Linked DNA regions of Pelodiscus sinensis: region 2 is linked to region 1. A link is a contact called in public Hi-C data. All regions are on one chromosome and are shown on one strand. Each heading gives the region's core, a stretch centred on a gene start, on an enhancer-like site or on the middle of the called end of the contact. The rest is flanking DNA. Distances are from core to core; before and after follow the strand shown.

Region 1 (4,876 bases), core at 1,535-4,034:
TAATAGATCATGATGAGATACTAATGTTGCAGGCAACCATAAACATTTGCAGTACAAAAATCTATCTCCAATTTACAAGTCAGAGCAGGTTTTTATGCCTATACAAACGCAATAGAGAATAATATTTGTCAGCTACTGCCATCTAATGGAGCACATTTAGTTGGCATTCAGCAGTTTAGGTACTGATTCAAAGTGCACTGAAGTCACTTTCATTAATTTCAATACACTTTGGATCAGACCCTTATATGTTTTACTTTAGTTAGGTTTTCACATTTAAATATCTGTAAGATAAACCAAATTTTGGGCTTAGAATCTCAACAGTGTCCCTTTCAGATAAGTACGAGCAAGTTCCACACACAGATTTCTTTAGAAGAAACTTGCCGCTATAACAGAGAAGCAAGAAGGCAGGAGTTGGAAGAATGGAAAAAACTCCAAACAATTTAACCAATTTTACCCAGTTAGCTGCATTATTTTCTTTTAGCTTCTCTCTAAAGTATTCGGTCACTTTCTTCTCCCAGTCAGGACTTGGACCATTTTGAGCTAGAAAACAAACTGCATTAAGAATGGCAATAGTACAGTACATTCAACTTTTATTCAGCCTGATAGGCAATCTGCTGATGTGAACTGAATTTTAAGAGGACTTTACTCCTACACAACATGCATATTATAACAGCCTTGATACCATTTGTATTTTCTTATCTTTCTGTAAGAACCTTAACAGAGATAAAAGGCAAATATATCCACTGCATAGGTGGGGGGGGGGGGGGGAGGGAAAGCTCAGACGCCAGAGATTTAAAAAACACTGAAGACTGCAAGGAATATCGGGGACTGATTATGTGTTACTTTTCTTTATCACGTGAATTATGTAACCTTTTGTAAGTGTTATTTCTGCACAAGCTCCTATTCCAGTAATTAAGAAACTATGCATTATGTTTTGGTTAAAATTAAGAACTTTTTTTGGCATGTTCTTCAATAGTATTATTGGTAGTTGAGAACAATATACCCATCACTACAAGGGAGATATAACTTAAGTTTAAGGTCATTAGAGTGCTGGGCATCAAACAGAGCTGAATTTTTTTTTTAAAAGCAGTTTCAAATACTAATGGGCTGGTATTAGAATTCATTACAATGTTTATAAATCTAGACAAAAACATGTTTTAGAAACATCTAACATGCTATGGTTCTGTCCATACTAGCTCACCAAACTGTTACATATACCTCCTTAGCAAGGACAGAATTAAAAGTATAGCTTCTTAAGTTTCAGTCCAATGTAGACAGGAGCCCAAATTATACATGATGTACCTGTGTTTCAATAGGAAGTCCTTGAAATTACATCCTTTCTAATCCATCTCAGCTGCCTCTATTTTTTTTAGCTGCAGATACAGGGGAATCTAGCTGCCTTCACTCCTCATCTTGGTACACACTTTAAAAATCTCCTAGTGGTCATCTGAAGAAGTGGGTTGTGCCCACGAAAGCTCATGATACCATCTACATGTTTTGTTAGTCTATAAAGTGCTACCAGACCATTTGTTGTTTTTTTCTCTAACAGACTAACTCGGCTACCTCCTGAAGCTAGTGTTCAATGACTTCCTGAGTTGCTTCCTCAGCAAAGTTTTTTTGCATAGTGAGTCCTATTTTTCTGTATGGTGAAGGAGTCTTTCAACCTTCTTTCTATTTGAGCTCATGGGAGAGTTTGCAGAGTGATTCAACAGATTCAAATTCAGGAACTTTAGTCATCACTTTTTAACATCACCCATGAACGACTTGTCTTACTCTTGCAATGCTTTCTTTCCCCAACACTATAATCTTTCAAGACTTGTAAACAGGAAGAAACTGCATTCTGAACGCATATTTTTCAGGGGAAAAATTGACACTTTTGGAAAGAGGAGATATTGTTGCAAAGTGGAATTACTAATGCAAAAGGAATAGACTATTGTAAGTAACTGTGTATTCACACCCTGGGCACCAGCGAATGTGCATGTCTTGCCCTGTCAGGTCTCTCATCAGGAAGGAGACGTCTTCACTAAAGTATTATTTAAGAGATTTTGAGAGAGAATAATTTTGCGGTGTTTCGAGACTTTTTAGAAATTTATGTCTCGGCTGCCTGACAGCCCGGTTAGCTACAGGCAGCAACTCCCGCCCCCACATGTCCAGCACTTGTAGCCCCCCCAACTTCTGTTTCTGGCTATTTCAAGGCACAAATCAGCCCCCAGCACGGCGCTCCGCACCGCGGGGTAAGGATCGCTTCCAGGCTCCGGTCCTGCCCCAGGAGCACCCGACGCAGCAGCGGGCTTGGCCCCCCGCCCTGCGCGGGCTGTTACTCGACTCCTTCCACGCGCCAACCGAGCCCCGCCAAGCCGCCACAACCGCCCCACCGCGGCCACTTCTGCCTCAGCCCCGGCTCCCAGCCACCCACCGCCGCGCTCCCGAGCGTGGCCATGGGCACCCGCAGGGCCCGGCGCTCGCCCGCCCGCTGACTCCCCTCCCCGCCCCGGGCGCCCCATTATCCAGCTCCCGGCCCCGCGCCGCCTTCCCACAGGGCTGCTCCCCGCCAGCCACAGCCCCGCGCTCACCGAAGATGCCCTGCACGATGCTGAGGGGGCTGTTCAGCCAGTCGGCCACACACGGCATCTTGCGGGCGTTGGGCGGGAGCCGGGACTGGCCGAGCCTGCCGCTCCCGCAGATCGGGCCCTGCGCCCCACCGTCGCCACGCGCCCGCCCTCCCGCGAGCTCCCCGAGCTGGGTCCCGAACTTCCGGCTGAGGCGGCCTCCCTCCCGCGGCGGCCGGCGCGGCCCCTCCCCTCTCACCCTGACGCTGCGGCGTGAAGGGGCGGGTGGGCTGCGCCGCCGCCATCTTGGAGCCGGGCAGCGCTGAGGGCGGAAGGGGCCGGGCTGGCTGCTCCTCAGGGCTGGGGAGGAGACGTGGAAGAGCCACAGCTATGGCCGCCACGAAAGGGCCCGGGGCCGGTTCCGTCGGCGGCACCAACCTGCTCTTCTCCTCCTCCGCTACCGAGTTCAACTTCACTGTGCCCTTCATCCCGGTCAGCCAGGCGCCCGCCGCGCCCCCGGGGCCCGCTCTCCTCGGCACAGGTATGCGGGGCTGAGCTCCTGGGGGCGGCTGGCCGGGGATACTGGGGGGGGGGCGCGAATTGGGGGGAGGGGAGTGATGAGGGATTGTTGGGGAAGAGCTGAGGGGGTAGCTGGGGTGGTGGGAGCATGAGGGTCCTGGGGCGGGGGACACGGTGTTGGGGAGGTGTCGGGGGGGGGGGAGGGATGTGATGGGGGGCATGGTGTCGTGGGTGTCTTGGGGGGGGGGAGACATGAGATAAAGGCCGTGGTGTGGGGGACATGGGGTAGGGTGTGTCTGAGGGGCAGAGGGATGAGATGGGGCCTTTGTAGGAGAAATGGTGTTGAGGCGGTGGGGGGAGAAGGAGGAGATGGGGGAGGCATTGGTGCACGTTGGGGTGGTGAGGGAACGGTGTCGGGGATTAATAGGGGAGGGGGATGAGATGGGAGTCCTGGTAGGGGGGGACACAGTGCTAGAAGAAGCAGAGAAGAGACGAGGGGCCCTGATGAAGGGGACTCAGTGTTGGGGTAGTGGGAAGGAAGGGTCTATAAAATGGGGCCTCGTGGGAGAAATGGTATGGGGGGGGTGGAATGTTGCATGGGGCTTGATAGACTCAGAGTGGGGAGGTGACCGTTCAGCTCCCTTTATTTGTTGCCTGGTGGCGTGTTTGTACAGTTGCCTTTCCCCGTTTCAACAGTTATGATCTGCAGCATTCTGTGCTGACACACAGGTGTGACTTCTGTGCCATGAATAAAACCTCTGTGGACAAGCTGCCACCTAAAAATAAGTTTTTCCTCTAGATCTTTCGTTTGATGAACTTTTCTTTGAGATATGTGCTTACTTCGTTTGCTGTGATTAGTACCAGGAGCAAAAATTAAATACCAAGTGTGTAGCTTGATTGAAGGGGTCTCCCACTGATTACATCAATTCTAATCTGGAAGCCTTGCTGGATGATCTTGAACTGAGGGTAAATTTCACTGGTTCATATGTGGTCAGAGCGGAGACAACATTTCTCCTTTTGTGCTTCAAGCTTCTCTCTGGTGTTAGTTCTTAGAACTGTATGTCCTATTCGTTCCCCTCTTCCTGGAACTGTGTCCCCTACTTTTGCCTGAGGAGCAGCAAGAATGTAGGTTTCAATCACTGTATTTCATACCGGCTCAAAGAAAACTTTCATTGGTGTGAACTGAGTTGCAGTTTGACTTGAATCTCCTTCTTATAGTGGGCTTTTCTAATTGGTATAACAGAGCTAGCTTTCATTTCAAACCTCTTTTGTCAATTTCTTAAACAACAGTAGGGGAAAGTTATCTTTGGGCTGAAATGGACTCATCCATGAAGTGTGTGTAATTTTGCTGTAGCTTTGGGAGGGAACTGAGGGGGAAAAAACATTTTTGCCCCTTTTTCAGTTACCTACTTGAGAAATAATAGTGTTTGTTTCAGCTATTACAAATTATTTGGGTACTTTCATGCTCAAGAATAGCTAATGTTTTTACTTTAAAAGTTCCAGCTTGGCGCAATAAATAGTCCTCATGCAGTTGTCCCATATCTTCATTTTCTCCACAAGTGTGAGTTTAATCAGTTGAGAAATAAGCTAAACACCAGTAAAATAACACACTCAGCATGTGCAGCTTAATTTCCTCAAAAACTTAACTGCACAAGAGTCATATATTATTAGCAGTATTCCCAGACAAATATATGTACAATTAAGTTATCATTTATTTGATTTTTTTTAAAACTTGCATTCAAATAACTTCAGTAGTGTATAAAATTATCAGAGAGGTTGACATGTTAGTCTGTAATTTTTAAAAGAAT
Region 2 (5,260 bases), core at 2,569-5,068, 130 kb before region 1:
GCCAGCATTTAGACAGGGATTCTGGGTGGCTGGAGCTGATGCTTGTGTGGCCCACCCACCTAGTGCTTATGGCCATGCCGTCCACTTACCTGTGTGCCATGCTAGGTTCTGCATTCAGCTGCCTGTTTGCCCACCACTCTAGGGTTTGGGGCTGCACTGCCTCTCTGTCAGGTGCTCAGGGATTGGAGCAGGTGCTTGGGTGGCCTTGGGAATGATCGGGGAGGCCCTTCTGGGCTCCAGTAGGCATGGAGAACAGGAGGGAGGGCTGCAGGCACAAAGGGTGCAGTGGCCGAGGCAGGCTATATTTCCTGTCCTATTCGCTAACCCTTTCTTAAATGGTTCCTAACATTGTTAGCTCTTTTGATTGCTGCCACACATTCAACAGATGTTCTCAGAGAACTATCCAGAATGACTCAAAGATCTATTTCTGGAGTAGTAACAGCTAATTTAGACCCCATCATTTTGTATGTATAGTTGGGATTATGCTTTCCTCTGTGCATTGCCTAACATTTATTAACACAATTTCATCTGCCATTGTATTGTCCAATCACTCAGATTAGTGAAATTCCTTTATAACTTCAGACTGCTTTGGATTTAACTGTCTTGAATAATTTTGTATAGTCTACAAACTTTGTGATCTCAATGTTTACTCCTTTTTTAAGATCATATGCTGAGCAGCACTCAGCCCAGTACAAATCCTTGGGGTACCTTATTACCTGCCTCTCATCACTGTGGATACTGACCATTTTCTGGCTCTTAACCAGGTACTGATCTACGAGAGGGCCTTCATCCTTATTCCATGACTCCATACTTTGCTGAAAAGTGGGTTGGGACCTTGGGACCTTGTCAAAGGCTTTCTGAAAATCTGTGTACTACATCAACTGAATCACCTTCTCCTCATGTTTGCACTCCTCAAGCAATTCTAGCAGTTTGGTGAGGCATCACTTCCCTTTACAAAAGCCAAGTTGACTCTTCCTCAACAAAGCTGTGTGTCCAAAAATTCTGGTAGAAACTGCACTCAAAATTTTTTTATCTGGTACTGGCCTGTAATAGCCAGAATCACTTCTGGGGCCTTTAAAAAACCTGCATTATATTAGCCATCCTCTAGTCACCTGGTACAGAGATTGATTAAAAAATGTTGCGTATCACGTGCAATAGTTCATCTCTGAGGCAATTTCATATCTGAGGTTTCTTCTCTCTCACTTTAGCTCTTAGCTGCATCCGGTCCAGTTCAGACTGATGTCTAGCACTTGTCAAGGGCTTTTACCGTATCTGGGGAAGTCAGTCTCTTTTCGGTAGCTAAGTTCTCCAGTACAATCAGAACTGGGCCACTCACAGTCACTTCTTGTTAACATCCCTTTCTATTTTTCTTCCCAGGCCTTCATTTGTGCTATAATGTTGAACTGAGCTAAGTCAGTCAGACAGGGATTTTCCCCTCAAAAAACTGTGAGCTTTTGTATTATTTGAGCTAAACAACTTATCCACTCTCTATGGTCTACAAATGGAGCAGAACACTTTTATATACCCAGTCTTACCCAAATCTTCTGGCTGGTTCAGTTCTTCTTTCAGGTAGTTGCTTTCCATTGTAGCCTGTAATTTTTGTGAAGTTCATTTTTCAGCAGCTAAAGTCCTTGCTGCAGTTTCTCTTTTGGCAAGTTCTAAGTTGACTAACACTTGTTTAGCCTTCAATCTTTCATGGACTAACTTCTATATTCCAGCAATCATATTGTTGGTCACCTCATATATCCACTTTACTATTCCAACCAAGATTTTTGCAGTTGAGTTTCCCCAACCTATTCAAATACTTCGTAATTGTTGCTCTAACAGAGATTTGACTTCTCGCTGCAAGTTAAATTGTTAGAGCTTTCTGGGAAACCTCTAAATGTTGTTTTAGTTCCTTTTGGAACTACAAGCAGATCTCATTACTTGTTCCTAAAAGATGTATGCAGTCACCACACATTCCTAGTAGCCCAGGGTAATAATACAGGTGTACCTTCACCCTAATTTCCCCCAATTGAATGGAACAGCAACAGATTCACATTAACCATCTAGAGCAAGGAGACACCAATGCACATTCACACAATACTATAAACCCTTTTACAATTACACTTCAAGTCAGGAATCATTGTAACAAACAGTTCATCAAGATCTTAGACCAACCTCTCAATTTTATAGTCCACACCCATGTTTCTGACTCAGTAGGTTCACTGATATCTAACAACTATCTTACCCTTCTGCAATCTACCTGACCTCCTTGCCACTCTATTTCCTGTTCAGCTGGAGAGCATTCTGCTTGATTATAGCTAGCCTGCAGGTTGCAGGCTCCAGCCTAACCCTTAAAGGGGTAAACTTTTTCACCTGCTACAGTCTTTCACTTTCACAGTTCCAGCTTGGTTAAACAGGAATGCCAGCTTACAGTCACTCTATTCAAATACTAGCATTACCTATTTTTGACTTCAGTATCTAGTCAAAAGTCAGGATATGGAAATTTTCCAGTTGGGAGAAGAAAATGATAGAATCTGGTTTTCCCCCTTATTTTCCTTTTAATTTTTGTACAGCAAGAAATGTACAAAATGCTCTTTCTCTGAATGCAGGAGAAATTGAGGTAAAAGGAGTAATTTCTTAGTGCATAGGCCCAAGCTTCTTTTCAGCCAGCTCCAACCCAGAACCTCTCTCTAGCTTTATCTGAGAGTCACACCTTGCTTACAGGTTTTTACTTGGAATTTTCAAGCTATTTCTGTGTGTCTAGCTAATTATCTGTTCTACCTTCTTTTTCTAACTCAAAATATTATTCACAAAACTCAGAGGAAACAAACAAACAACTCACATAGCCCAAAACCTCCTGGCCATGTTTACTTAATCTCTTTATCTTGTATAGGCGGTTGTGATGAATTTATTCTTACAGCTCTGTTCATTGAGGGATGCATTCCCACCATCAAGCTCAATGCGGTTTTAACTCCGCACATCCCCAAGTTTCACCTAACTCATAACAATATTTTATTGGCACTCAAGCTGCTTCTATGTTAGTGGTGCCAAGCTATAAAAAACAGAGATAACCCTCTGCCTATCAAAAACAGACATAATAGCCCAGATCCTCAGAGGTATTTAGGCACCTAACTCACATCAAAATCAATTAATAAATGACATAAATGGAAGTTAGGCACCTAAGTACTTTCGTGGATCTAAGCCAAAATTTGCTTCAGTCCTTTAGGGGAATTTAGCTTCTGCACCCATGTGTTGTTGAGAGTCCGTTCCCGACTCAGTAACAGGTTGCTGCAGAGTACAATGCCACCTGTGCTGTGTCTCTGATTTCTCAGGTCACTGTAAGGTGGTTTTTTTGTCAATGCTTTTTCATTACAAGTCTTTGCTGACCACTAACATTTTCTTACACTCTTGAGTCTTTCGCATTTCAGATACTGGAGGAGACCGAGCCTCCCTCCCTGCGTCAATCCAGTCTGATTGCACAGCTGCTCCTGGCTGGGTTTGGGCTGGCTTGTGTCTACCTGCTTCCACCTCTAGCTCAAGGTCACCGATTCCGTGTTGGGCAAGCGGCTGCTGTCGCTGGGCGCTTTCCCGCACGCCCAGACAATCTGCCACGGGCGCGTTTCGCGCGTGCAATCGCGCTGCGGGAGGCGTCCGTCCAGCCAGCCCCCACCCCCCGTAGGCTTGCGCTGGGCTCCCGCCCCTCCCCAGCTGCGAGGGTGGGCCCCGCTCTCGCTGCCCTGTGGTGCTCGGCGGGGGAGGGGCTGGCCCGGGCCGTGGCTGGCGGCGCAGGGGCACGGCCGGCCGCGCGCACAGAGCGGTGAGGGCGGGGGGGGGGGCGTCTCTGCAGCCGGGTGAGCCCGCGCGGCCCCTTTAAGAGGCTGGTGAGAGGCTGACGGAGGGAATCACGTGCCCCGCGGCTGGCGCCGGAACCCGGCCGGGCTGGAACGCGGCGGCTGCCAGGCTGCGGAGCCGGGACCCAGCGAGGCAGGGCTTGCGCGCGCGCGCTCTTCCCCGCCCCCCTCCCCCTCCCCCTCCCAGCTGTCTGGCGCGCGGGGCGCCGGAGCCCGGAGCCCGGCCGCCGCGCCGCGGAGGATGGAGCTGTTCCAAGCCAAGGATCACTACATCCTGCAGCGCGGGGAGCGGGCGCTCTGGTGCAGCCGGAGGGACGGCAGCCTGCAGCTGCGCCCCGGTGAGTCAGGCGCGGTTGCCCGGCGGGGTGGAGGGGCGCGTCTCCCGCAGCCGGAGGGGGGGGGGGACAGAGGTGCGGTGCGCTCCGCGCCTGAGGAGACCGGCGGACGCGCCGCGGGAGCGGCCAGGGGGAGGGCGCGACGGGCAGACCCGCTCCGGCGGGGGCAGGCTGGGGCGTGAGATGAGGCTGGGGCATGTGGCGGACCCCGGGGGAGGGTCGCAGCGTGGGGAGGAGCAGGATGGGCTCGCGGGGGTGTGGCGGCGGCGAGCTCCCCGGGGCAGCAGGCGGGGGGCGATGGGCAAAGCGGGAGCAGGGGGACGAATGGGGGTGACAAGAATATGGGGGCGGAGTGGAGAGTGAGGGTGGTGGGGAGGTGGGTGGAGCCGCTGCAGGGGTGGGTGGGGGTGATGGAGGGATGCTTGAGGATGCCAGACTCACTTGGGCACGCGCCAGGTGATGGTGATGACTGCGAGGGATAGCTGACCCCCTGGGGACAGGCAGGTTGATGGGGGGGGAGGGGGTGATGGAGCGGGTGATGGAGCACGGCAGGAGACCCCCATTCAGGTAGGCTGCTGGTAGTTTTGAGTGCTGGAGGGTTTATAAGGTGGGATTGAGATGCTTGAAAACCTTGTGGCAGTAATAAACACAGAGGTGGTGCTAGCCCATTGGTAGCCCTAAGCAGCAATATTCTGACCAGCAGAACACACATTTAAAAAGTGACTGGAGAGGCCCCTTGACCTGCTCAGGGGCCTAAGACATTCCTTAATCTGTTTATGCCTAGCATTGGCTTTGGTACTAGGAAGGCATAAGTGTGAGGTTTTTATTCTTTCTTTCACTTCCACAGTAGTGTTGTTGTGGCTTGCTACTCACTAACCCCCCTTAACAAAACTTAACCTGATATTTACAGTCACTTTTCCTCATTATGCTGCTGGAGCACTCAGTGTGAATCCAGCCACCACTAGGGAAGCTGGTGACACAGTCCTTTACTCATTGGGGAGGGCTGTCTTGGATATGGGGCATGTAGACCTTGCTGATTGCCCAGAAGTGTGGGGTTTGTCTTCTGATCATTAGATGGTGTAACTTACG

Evidence for each region. A called contact is a pair of places that touch in the nucleus more often than the background predicts.
Region 2: a contact with region 1 is called in a Hi-C map of blood, with 2.3 times the contacts expected there. The contact joins the promoter of INPP5F here to the promoter of MCMBP in region 1. A contact is called at or near these places in 3 of 5 Hi-C or Micro-C datasets (blood, liver and an unstated tissue).

The regions. Positions count from the first base shown.
Region 1 is chr8:58,398,730-58,403,605 of ASM4963464v1, reverse strand. It overlaps MCMBP (minichromosome maintenance complex binding protein), which reads right to left and starts at 2,784. Exons shown (of 16, transcript XM_075935358.1): 1 at 2,574-2,784; 2 at 455-540. The coding sequence starts at 2,631. It overlaps SEC23IP (SEC23 interacting protein), which reads left to right and starts at 2,861. Exons shown (of 19, transcript XM_075935356.1): 1 at 2,861-3,090. The coding sequence starts at 2,940.
Region 2 is chr8:58,528,571-58,533,830 of ASM4963464v1, reverse strand. INPP5F (inositol polyphosphate-5-phosphatase F) reads left to right here and starts at 3,818. Exons shown (of 20, transcript XM_075935359.1): 1 at 3,818-4,174. The coding sequence starts at 4,078. It overlaps LOC142830445 (a long non-coding RNA gene), which reads right to left and starts at 2,154. Exons shown (of 3, transcript XR_012905685.1): 1 at 1,536-2,154.